2 separate regions of the Bombyx mori genome follow, and region 1 is linked to region 2. Evidence: chromatin contacts called from public Hi-C data. All regions are on one chromosome and are shown on one strand. Each heading gives the region's core, a stretch centred on a gene start, on an enhancer-like site or on the middle of the called end of the contact. The rest is flanking DNA. Distances are from core to core; before and after follow the strand shown. Region 1 holds the start of LOC101737171 (biogenesis of lysosome-related organelles complex 1 subunit 5). Region 2 overlaps LOC101737319 (arfGAP with SH3 domain, ANK repeat and PH domain-containing protein).

Evidence for each region. A called contact is a pair of places that touch in the nucleus more often than the background predicts.
Region 1: a Hi-C map of posterior silk gland shows a contact between it and region 2, with 2.1 times the contacts expected there. The contact joins the promoter of LOC101737171 here to the enhancer-like site in region 2. A contact is called at or near these places in 5 of 7 Hi-C or Micro-C datasets (midgut, posterior silk gland and whole pupa).

The regions. Positions count from the first base shown.
Region 1 is chr5:6,296,462-6,302,100 of ASM3026992v2, forward strand. LOC101737171 (biogenesis of lysosome-related organelles complex 1 subunit 5) reads left to right here and starts at 1,920. Exons shown (of 5, transcript XM_062668584.1): 1 at 1,920-2,112; 2 at 4,216-4,337; 3 at 4,540-4,622; 4 at 4,703-4,891; 5 at 5,596-5,639. The coding sequence starts at 4,313. It overlaps LOC101737319 (arfGAP with SH3 domain, ANK repeat and PH domain-containing protein), which reads right to left and starts at 4,012. Exons shown (of 16, transcript XM_038010867.2): 1 at 3,651-4,012. The coding sequence starts at 3,776.
Region 2 is chr5:6,253,607-6,259,185 of ASM3026992v2, forward strand. It overlaps LOC101737319 (arfGAP with SH3 domain, ANK repeat and PH domain-containing protein), which reads right to left. Exons shown (of 16, transcript XM_038010867.2): 5 at 1,004-1,249; 6 at 485-746. Among protein-coding and RNA genes, the nearest start is that of LOC101738633, 20 kb to the left of the region's middle. Within about 2 kb of position 1,770, at least 7 of the 8 cell types and tissues checked have open chromatin away from gene starts, as enhancers often do.

The DNA of each region.
Region 1 (5,639 bases), core at 670-3,169, 43 kb after region 2:
AGTAGTTTATTACATTATATTTGATTAGAAAAATAAACTTTGAAATAAAAAATTCAGTTAAGTAATAAGGTATAAAAATAGATAGGATTATTTACTTTCAATCATAGCTTGCAAATTATATGAAAATATCAATAAAAATTCCTTTACCCAGTATCAACATAAGATAAAAAGAGTTAAGAAGAGTGAGTGCATAAAACTGCATAGTAAATACGGCTCAGAAACTCTCCCCTTTATTTTTGACAAGTGCGTCAAAGATTTGAAAGTTTTCTTACATAGTATGGCTGTATTTGTTTTGATGAGACGCATAAGTCATACGACGCATGCAATTTGTACTAAATACCTCTCGGCTTGATGATTCTTATACTGGTGTATTGTAGGGTCGCACGAGTGAGTGCACGAGTACTGCTGCTATCTTTTTTATGTTGGCAGTGAAATGTTATGCGATCCAGTTTAAGGGGTGGGATAGGCGTTATAAAATACAATTGAGACTTCGGCCTCAAGTATCAAGGTTGGTGGCTGCATTCGCTTTATAATGTATTACGTAGGCTATGAACTTCATTGAACACCAGCCAGTGCGCGAGCTTCCATTTCCAATACAGACGAGAATTTTCGGATTTACAATACTCTAAGGCTAAACGAAATATTTTGAACACTATTAAACATCTTTATGTTAGATTTTAGTAATTTTTTTTATGAAATATAATACAAAACCATCACTATTATGATGATTCTAAAATTATTTTCATAACTTTTTTTCAGTAAAAATACTGTATGTACAAATGTAATTATAATGTATGGTAATTTATGTAGCAAGGCTAACCTAGATCTAGCCCTTCGCGTTCAAGAAAATGACTTTAGCGCACGCAGACAGCCGCCGCCTTATTACGTATTCACAATCGAAAGAATAGTATTGATTTATCAATTTTCATAGCGTTATTCTGTTACCGTCTGATAAGTAGACGTTATAGATTTCAATACGCATAATTAATTAAAACCTAATGTATTATCTTGATTACATTTGAAATAATGCTTTGGATATTACTCGGAAATAAGAGAGTTAGGAAAAGAAAGGTGCGAATACTTTACCATATTAGTATATAATGAAATACAGCAATAGATGGAAAAAGCCTTTTTATTTGTTGCCCTTGTAGGCAGACGAGCAGACAGTCCAGCCGACGGTGAGTAGTTACCATCGCTCATAGACGTTACCGATGCCAGGAGCAGAGCCAAGCCGCTGCCTACTGTTAAGGACTCTCCGCGAGCTTCGTTTGAATAAGGACATGTCATACGTTCGGGAAGTACCGTAGTGGGGAGCTTATTCCAGAGCCGGATGCTACGTGGCAGAAAACATCTCAGGAAACGCGAAAAAAAAACACTGTGGATAAACGCAGTAGTCCTAGGTAGTATGGACAACCTTTACTCTGGGTAAAGCCTCAGATAAACTACCTGTCATTTGTTAACATCAACAAGGTCTTACTACATATCTATTAACTTCATACTATATTTGCGAATTGTACTACTAAATACAAAAGAATCATATATCAGGGGTTTGGCTTGTTCGTGTTGTTTGTGTTCTCGTCAAATTTTTCAGATTGAGTTGAAATTTTGTACTTTCATCAACGTACGTCACACTTTAAAATAACAATAACATTGTAGCCATTGGTGAACACGAAAACTGTAAAGTATTCGATACTTTGAATATAATAAATGCGAGATTAAGCAGCTAATTTAATAATGTTTCCTAAACTTTTTAATTGCTATTTATATTCATATGTTTTAAACAATGCGTCGCTACTAAAAATTAATGAAGTTTATTTTGATCAAATTAGCACGTCGATTTATACGGCTATGCCAATAACGCTGTCAACCAAAATTCTAATTTTATGAAAACGATAGCAACCCTATTTGTTAGTTAAGTTTTGACACTCAATTCAGTGAAACAATTTTACGGAATTCTATACGGAAATAGTCCTAGGAAAGAACATAGGCTACTTTTCATTCCACTGCTGACTACGAGTCTCCGCCCACGACGGCAAGGCTGAAGGCAAAGAGTAAGAAGCCAACACTCACTAATCATTGACGCAACAACGCCATTTTCGTAAGCACAACAATGTAAATATGATCAACTTATTATTTAGATTTGATTTAGTTTTTGTTTTAATTTAAATACTAAAATTACAACTCTGTAAATTATCATATCATTATTTGCTAACAACAAGGGGGCGTAATGGACGCTGGCAAGGTCGAAATTCGCCCACACTATTCCAGACTCCTCATAATACGTCCGCATCCTCGTCAATATAATATTTTCTATTGAATACATGTTTATTGTAATTTAATCATGAATTTCAAATATAAAATGGGTCTTTAAATATTTACAAAAGAAATATTTTGATTACTTAAATTATAATTTTATTATTTGATTACTTAATTACTTAAATTGATATATTTTTTTATATGTACAAGATTTTTAACCTGTTTTATTTATGCAGTGTAGTGAATCTAAATTTCATCCTCTAGATTTTTGATTATGAATATCATTTTATAATGAATTATATTAAAATTTTTGGTTATTATAATTTTGGTCAACAACAATCCTATTAGGACTATTTTTTTGTTGTTTTTAAATTAAATAATACTTTCACAGTAGGCAGCGGCTTGGCTTTGCCCCTGTCATTGGTGGGCCGTATGCTTGTGTGCCTACAAGGGCAATAAAAAACCCCATCTGATGCCCAAACTCACGTGAATATGCCACTGGACTATATTAAAAGAGATTCATCAGCTGAACATAAAAACAAATACATTTTACCATAAATGTGCAAAATATAATATAAAATAAAATAAAACATAGTATTCTAAATAAAACACAATTAAATGTATCCCATTATTTCACCATACTCCATATTTTGTCCCTATTATAAGTTTTGTTTAATTGTTTATATTATAATCACAATTAAAACTAAAACATTTTAAACCCACATGTCCTATATTACATGCTAATATATTTTGTACAAAGGCTACTTGTTAAGTAAAAAGGAAAGTCATTTAAAATGAATAATAATAACTATAATTTAATAATGCATTGATTAGATTAAAATTACAATTATTTTACTGATAAACTCCGATGAATGATTGGCAAATAAGCAGGATAAAGTTTTATGCATTAGGCTCACATACCATCCAAATATGTTGGTATTGACTATTCAGGCTTTGCCCAAGAAGGAGAGTGATAAAAATAAGTACAGGCTTTAACATGCATTTCAAAACTTACATCCAAAATAAAACAGGATAGATTCAACATATTGTAACCACCGAACATTGAATTGAGGCTCATAGGCCATCTGATATAACTGATAAATATTGCTAAAAAACACATGATGCCGCTACTTAACTTAAAATATAACATTGAAGTGCCTACTGTGTTGCTACAACAGCTGGCCAACAGTCAAACCACAATACATGATTGCTTTGCTGCAGAAAAAGGAGGAACCCGGGAGGTTCCAACGTCCTCTACAATCAGTTACGTTACATTTATTTTCCAGTATTCAGAATATTTTTCCATCTAATGTTTTAAAATGTTCGTTGAATGGAATAGTTTTTTTTTAATATTAAAATTTATCAAAACAGGTATATAGTTATTTTGTGATTACCTCTTCTAGAGCGTTGATTGTTTGACGACATTGTGGAATTCGTGACACGAACGTAGATGTAGTCGGTGAACTGTAATCCTCTCGAGTTTCCTCAATGAATTCACCAATACCAATAAGACCCGGCATTGTTACTGATATCACTATTTTGCCACCAGAGTCCAATTAACAGCCGTTTTGAAGGCAAAATTAAACCACTAGTCAATGTCAAGAGAAAGATTTAACAACCGCATTGTCACTAACAAACACGCAAATAAAAACAATAATCGCAAAAGCTCCGAATCTCACGATACACCCATTCTCTACAACGTTGAATGAAATTACTAAATTGATTGATGAATGCATAGAACGATGTGGTTTGTTTTTGAACCATAGTGACGAAAAGAATGGGAACGATTTTAGTAAATGATTGGTCCTGTGGCTTTTCTTTTTTGTCTCGTCTTCTTCTGAATTCTTCTCGTCACTAATAAAGGTTGTATGGATCAGCCGTTTACTTTACTCTAGAATAGTGTAAGTTGTAGCAGGTTTGTCTCACGTACTTAGAAGCATTGAAATTTATTCTTTCCAGTTTCGATTTTGATGAAATATCAAATCGCTCAGTTCAAGATACATTTCGACTTCTATGGTAAAATCCAAAGAGTAAAGAAAAAAATTGGGCTTAGTCTATGACAATGACTGAGCTGTCACGAGGTTTGTGCAATTTTGTAATATTTTTTGATAATATTACTAAATTTAATAGATAATTTAGGTGTAGTGTTCATAAGTAAGGAAAGTGTTGAACTTTGTTAATCTGCAGTTGGGCGTTTTATTTATTTTTAAAGAGAATATTTAAAATAGCTATAACGCCTATAAGTTGTCAAGTTGTAATCAAGTTAAAATCGTCCTCTTACAGAAATTGGCGAAATTTGGTCAAGATTATTCGACCACCGTCCATTTCTGAATGGAGAGATAAAGTATATGCTGAAAGAGTTTGAGGTCTGTAGTACATAGTATTTATAAAATGAATAATTTGTAACAATCAACCAACACATAATTATTCAATTTGAGTTTTATAGGAAAAGAGAGGCGATCGAGAAGTTGAAAACCTATTTAAAATCTTAGAAAAAATTACTGAAATCAAAGATAATGAATCAGAACGTATTAGAAAAAGTGGCCATAATGCATTACCAGTACTGAGTGAAAAACTTGAACAGGCCTTGAATTTATGTGAAGAATTGGAAAAAGATTATCTTGAAACACAAAAGGTACGTTCATAAATTATATTTTTTAAAATGCTACCACAATACTTGTATTTAAAGAAAGCCATATTTGCACCAGATTCTAATTCATCAGTGGCTACCAAGAATTTATGAAACCTAACTACTACCAGAATATGCTATTGTCTGGCTCATTCTTTTATTTTTCTGTACTGGATTCCTTCTACTCCTTTTCAATTCTGTAAACTGAAACATTTGTATTCCTGATACCCACTTCCTACTGGTACACCTGGTAATCATTCATTTTGGAGGACTATCTTGAAAACAATGTTAGTATTCACTTTAAAAATATGAAGCCTAGGGATTATAGGATTTAAATGCAAACATAGTTGCTTCTCAAGTATATACAAGTAAAGTAAGTAAGTATCAAGTAAAAGCTAATACTGAAGGGATTTAATAATAAATATATATCAGAAAGCTAAAATGGATGTCATGTAGACATCAACTTGATGCTACCTCTATAAGTTGAGTATTTTTTACCTGATAATAAAGATTACTCAATTTGTTGGTTGTCCAAAGAGCAAAAATGACAGGCCTATAATTTAAAAATTGCAACAGGTTCTCAAAGAAGGCTGCACTTTAGTATTATTATTTTTGAATTTCCAACATTTTCAATATTTAAAAGTTCCTGGTCATGGATGTTTGTCAGTCGCTAAACTGTAAATGTTGTTTTGATTAAATTTCGTTTTCAGGTTTGCCAGAAGCAAATAAAAAGTAACCAAGAATTGAGAAAAAG
Region 2 (5,579 bases), core at 520-3,019:
TGCGAATTTATACATTATCAACTTATTATTACTAGTGGTCCCGGAGTAGTCAAAATTCGACTATAATTAATTGAAATTATAAATTTGAACATTATTAAGGTTCTATTGTCAAAGACTAATAATACTTCTACAATCACAGATTTCGACAAAATTACACTATAGACAAATAATATTAAAGATAAACAATATTAACCTATTCTCAATTTGACCACAGACTTTAAGCAATAACAAAGTTTGACAATAAACAAATAGTATGTATACATGCGTGTGTGTCAAATACATGATAGTGTGTGTAATATTTTCTTTATTGATTTAATGTATGTTTTATGCATTATTTTAAAAAAATATTAGCATTGGGCACTGTTTCTCTATATTCTCTATAAGTGTGGGAAATTTTATACTCCTCCGTCCGCGCAATTTTCGTAAAAAGGGGTACAAAGTTTTTGATTCACGTATTAATATATAGATGTCTCAATTTACTTACATGAGACTAGATCGAACGCCCTCTTATCGTCTGCGGCTACTTTGATTTGGCACGTTAATAGATTAACTCTAGCTGGAGTCTTGTTTTCATCGGCATGGAATATATCCAGAAAACCTTCAGCGGCGACCCGACAGCGACGTTTTTGCCAAACACGTCTTACTTTACCTTCGGACTTTTTTAAAAGGTAACCACTTCTGGTCACCCCGTGTTGTTTATCGCCTTGCAGTTGGTGGAGAGAATAGCCTCCCACCGAAGAGGCTACCTAGAAAAATTTACATTACAACCTTCAGTAATTGTTCATTGAACGATCACATCAATGCGTTTTGTGCGAAATGAAAAGTATAAAAATATTTTTTTATAGAAAAATAGACGGTAGTTAGCAAAATATTTATATGTCGAAGAATAACACCTTAGGCGTTCGTATCTACGAATTCTGTAACGTATTCAAAACGTCGGAAATAATATAGTGACATTAAAAAACGCGAGAGTAAGCCGTAAAAAATACTAGATAATGGTCACCTCTCGATCCTGTGGCGCTGCTGCCCTCAACATGTTCCTCAATTCTAGGAGCCCCCTTCTCTCGTCGTCTTGTTGCTGTCTAATTTTCTGTAGCTGGACACTCAGATCAGCTACATAAACACCGAAATGTTCGATTGTCTTCAAGCCGTCTTGAAAATAATTTGTCTGCGCGTGATAGTACTCAACTAAATGCTGAAGCAACTCGATTCCTTTTTTGGTTTTTATTTCATTGAACTTGATCAGGTACTGCAACAATATAACGGACAATTTAAAAAAAAAAAAAACATTCGGGAAGTGGAATTGCGCCAGTTTTGCGGTAGACAGAGTGTCGCCAGAAGTCGCGTGGGCACGTCTCTCCTTATTATTTCATCAACAAGTTACGACCGTGGAAAATGAAACACGTCGCGACAAACGAGTGCGCTACCCGTACTGTAGAAGCAGACCAATATTATACCGCGTGCCCTTCCGCAAGCTAAAACTGTATTTGATGACGCACGCGCAAGCAGATCTACGCTATAGTAAATCCAGATTAGTGTTACCGAATTGTGCAATAATTATAACGAACAGCGCGACCTTGCATCGTTTTCTTGGCTTGGCAACCGGTACATTAATATAAAGTAATGTATTTCTTACTTGAATCATAGCGGTTCTTTACTAACACAGTCGAATGAAAAGCATAGGAGACCGGTACCGCAGTCTGTGTAGTTTGTCGGAGGTATTTGCATCGGGTGCTGAGTGAGACGTGAAACAAAGCGAGGGTCACATCGTCGCCGGCTTGCGCGGCGCAAGGCCGGTCGACGACCTGACGCGCGCCTCTGCGGTGCGGTACCGACCATAGTGCTTCTAGGTTTCCTTTTTTAGCACTCAACAAAGCGCTTTTGTGCTGCACACTGATGACTTAACTCGTAACTAAAACCAGCTAAATTGTTCACTGCGTGAAGAGGCCGTCATGACCTAATGAGTATGACGACCAGTGTACTCTTATCGGGTGAAGGGACTACCTACTAAAATGTACAGCGCAAATAAAATTTTGTGTGATTACTGCCAAGCCAAGTGTATGGGGAGTCTGGATGGATAGTTACCACAATTCTGCCAATTACTACCGCGAAGCCATCATGTTTTCCGGTTTGCTCTAATAGCAGGGGATAATCGTTGTACAATTCAGTTGAGACTAAGCTCATGCCAGCTTGGCGGACGAGACGGCTGCAATAATGTATTTTATAATTGTAATATTGGGTCTTTAACCTCATCTTTTAAGATTGTGATGCGTCCTCAGTAATCACTTAACATCAGAAGGACATGACCTCTTCTGACATACTCAAATAATAGAAATACAATAGAGCCCACCTCTGTTTTATCTAAATAGTTATTATCTCAATTCTCAAGTCATATGCTATGACATGACAATAAATAACGAGGGCTGTTTAATTTAGACATATATGTACACTTTATAAGCATTTTCATTTTTATTGGAGTCGAAGGTATCAGAAATAACGACCCACTAAATCTACATGATCAGCAACGCACATGGACATTGATTATACCAAGGGTAGAGGAGAGTTACAGCAGCAGCATAGCTAAGCCACTGCCTACCGCTAAGTCATACCTATAGGTATACCTACAGCCTACAGATTAACGCTAACAGGCGTACGCCATTTTGTTTTATAATTAAAACAAATTACTGTCTTTTTGTGATTTTCATTGAAAAAATATAAGCTTCAGAAACACTTAGTTTTGTACATAGCATTGCTCGAAAAGTGAGAGTATCCGTGAACATCAACTAATCGGTCTAACTTACGCAATACCCTTGAACCCTAAAACCCTGCCATTTGGCAGACACAAATGTACCATTAGGGCCAAAAATATTGCGTTATTAAATAAACCGTTTGGCATTACATCCCGAATTGCAGATAGACGCATCTATTTACAGCAGACTTATTTGCCAACAACTAAGAAGCAATGCCTAAAGTTAAAATAAATGTTTCACAATGAAATTTGATCATTTACGTTTATATTATACTTTGGTCATTAGTAGAATCTCGAATTGCACGTAGAAATGGATGATTTGATTGTGGGAAAGAATTGGACGCGTCTAGCCTAGACCGTAAATTGGACTCTTATAGATGAGACCCACACTCAGCAAACTGTAACTTAAGGATGAAGATTAGTATAGCAGATGTATTTATGATGATGTCTCAGAAGTAATAGTTTTATGGACATGAAACAAAGAAATTGGATCCTTAAAAAAATACGTCAATCGTTTCATTTAAAAATATGTACACAGAATTCATGACCACTCAAAGTGTTTAAATGTGACCCACTCTACGCCGCAGCGGAGTCAACGCAGCATCAATCGCGTTTGAGTGGCAGCCGCTTGGCAGGAGAAGGCCTAGTCGCCCTGTACATACTTGGCGACGCACCGTGGAGAGTAAGATGAGGACTGCCAACGTGACCCGGAGTGATGTCAACGAGCAAGCGCAAGACAGGGTCAAGTGGAGACAACTTGTACCAGTACTTGGGCCCTATGTACCAGTGGGGTACCCTAGGCCTACAACAACAACAAAAGTATTTAAACCTTAGTAAAGGAGCCATTTTTGAAATGTATTATTATAGTATATCTATACTAATTCTATACTAATATATAAATCTACAGTGGTTTTTACGGATGTTCCGTTATAATTACTGAACCATGCATCCGATTGACTTGAAACTTGGTATCCATGTAGAAAATACATGTACTTAATGGATAGGCCATATTTATATGAATATTGGACTCCCTAATAATAATGACAATAAATAATGATGTTAATTTTAAATGCGCAGCGAAGCGGGCGAGTACGGCTATATATCCATAAAGATATCCACAAAAGCCAGATCGCGGAACTTGACCCTCATCGCCATGATCCAATTTACGTAAAGTATTTAACGGTCACAATCCTGCCAGTTCAAGTACATTACCCAAATAACACAAGTGTCATTGCCAATGCACTGCGACCTTTTTAGTTTAGGTCGACATCTCATAACGGCATTATAGTCGGCCACAATTATATCTATTGTGTAAATTGCAGAGATAACAGAAACAGTGCAAACGACTGTCACCGACAGATGTAATTAATGTTATTCATGCACTATTAATTTCAGACCGGGAACAATGCGATTTGTTTTGCAAATGCTGGAACGTATTAAACTTATATATTTTAAGAATATTATGCAAATGCAATTACACGGGGAATCTTAATGTATAGAATATTAGAATAGTTCTATTTTCATAATAAATCACAAACCAGTCACGTCACTATTCATCTTAAAATATAATAAATAATTAAAAATGTTTACTCTTTTAAAGGAAGAAACAACTTGAAATATACAATTATAGGATGATAGTGTACAACAGACCCTCTGGTATGCAATGTAATTATTAATAGCTAGTTTTCGCCCAAACTCGACCATAATCACTGACGACTCAAGATTTATATTAATATTATATGTATAATTAAATAAATGAATTTCCTCAAATTAACAATCCCGTTTCCTTTTGTTCGACCTTCCGTAATGGAATCCTTGTACCTCATTAGGACACCCAAAACTAGTATAATGAAAGTTAATTAGTGGCGTTAAAACGGATCGGTTCAACGAACTTTACAATCAGTTAGTTTTGTCTGTAATCATTTGGTTCACTATGAATCATTCTCGTAATGTTAATGCATAACGATAAGTGAGCCCGACGTATTATCGATATATTCATTATAAGCGATCATGTAACGCGTTTGATTTATAAGTATATTTGTTGATTTGTTCGGAACCAAGAAACTTTAAAATGAAAAGTTCAGCGGTTTTTTTTTAAAAGACTGTAGATTGGACTTCTCCAGAGCTAGATACTTGAAATTTTGATATTTATAATGATTACTTGATAATGCTGTAAAGTGCGCAGAAAGATGGGTTTTTATCTCTATTTAAAAAATCTAAGATTGGCAGACGAGGTCTATTGCTAAAATGTTACCGTCACAAAAATATTAAGTCGCTCGCTTGTAATGTTGTACTTTGGGAGGTGTTAAAGGAAAACGTCTTCTTGCGTGTATTCCATGTTTAATAATCATCTTAATCTTAGTTTACAATTATGAAGAAGCCTATGTTTCTGGGTGGTCCGCCTTATTAGGGGGACATACGAGAATACACCTATTAATTATGTTATATACTAAATGCTATGCTAATACTATGCTATGTTATGCTATGCTATAATATATAAGTATACACACTTCAAGCTGTTACTAATTATATTACAATTTCACTTCATCTGGTATGTTTCTAAGTATTTATTATTGATTGGTTTTCACAAATGACAAACTAGCGAATTATAGCAAAGGCTTTAAACGTAGTTAGCGACTCGGATTTAAAGCAAACTCATACTACTTATAGGGGTGATCGATAAATCAAACAATGCGAACGACTCTTGAGTTATTACATATTTTTATCAACCAAATACCTCTTATGAATCTTATTTACCAACCGTAAACGTTCATAGCAAGGAAATCCCCGTCCGGGCGTATCTGGAATAGCTCCTTAGGCTACCAAAGAA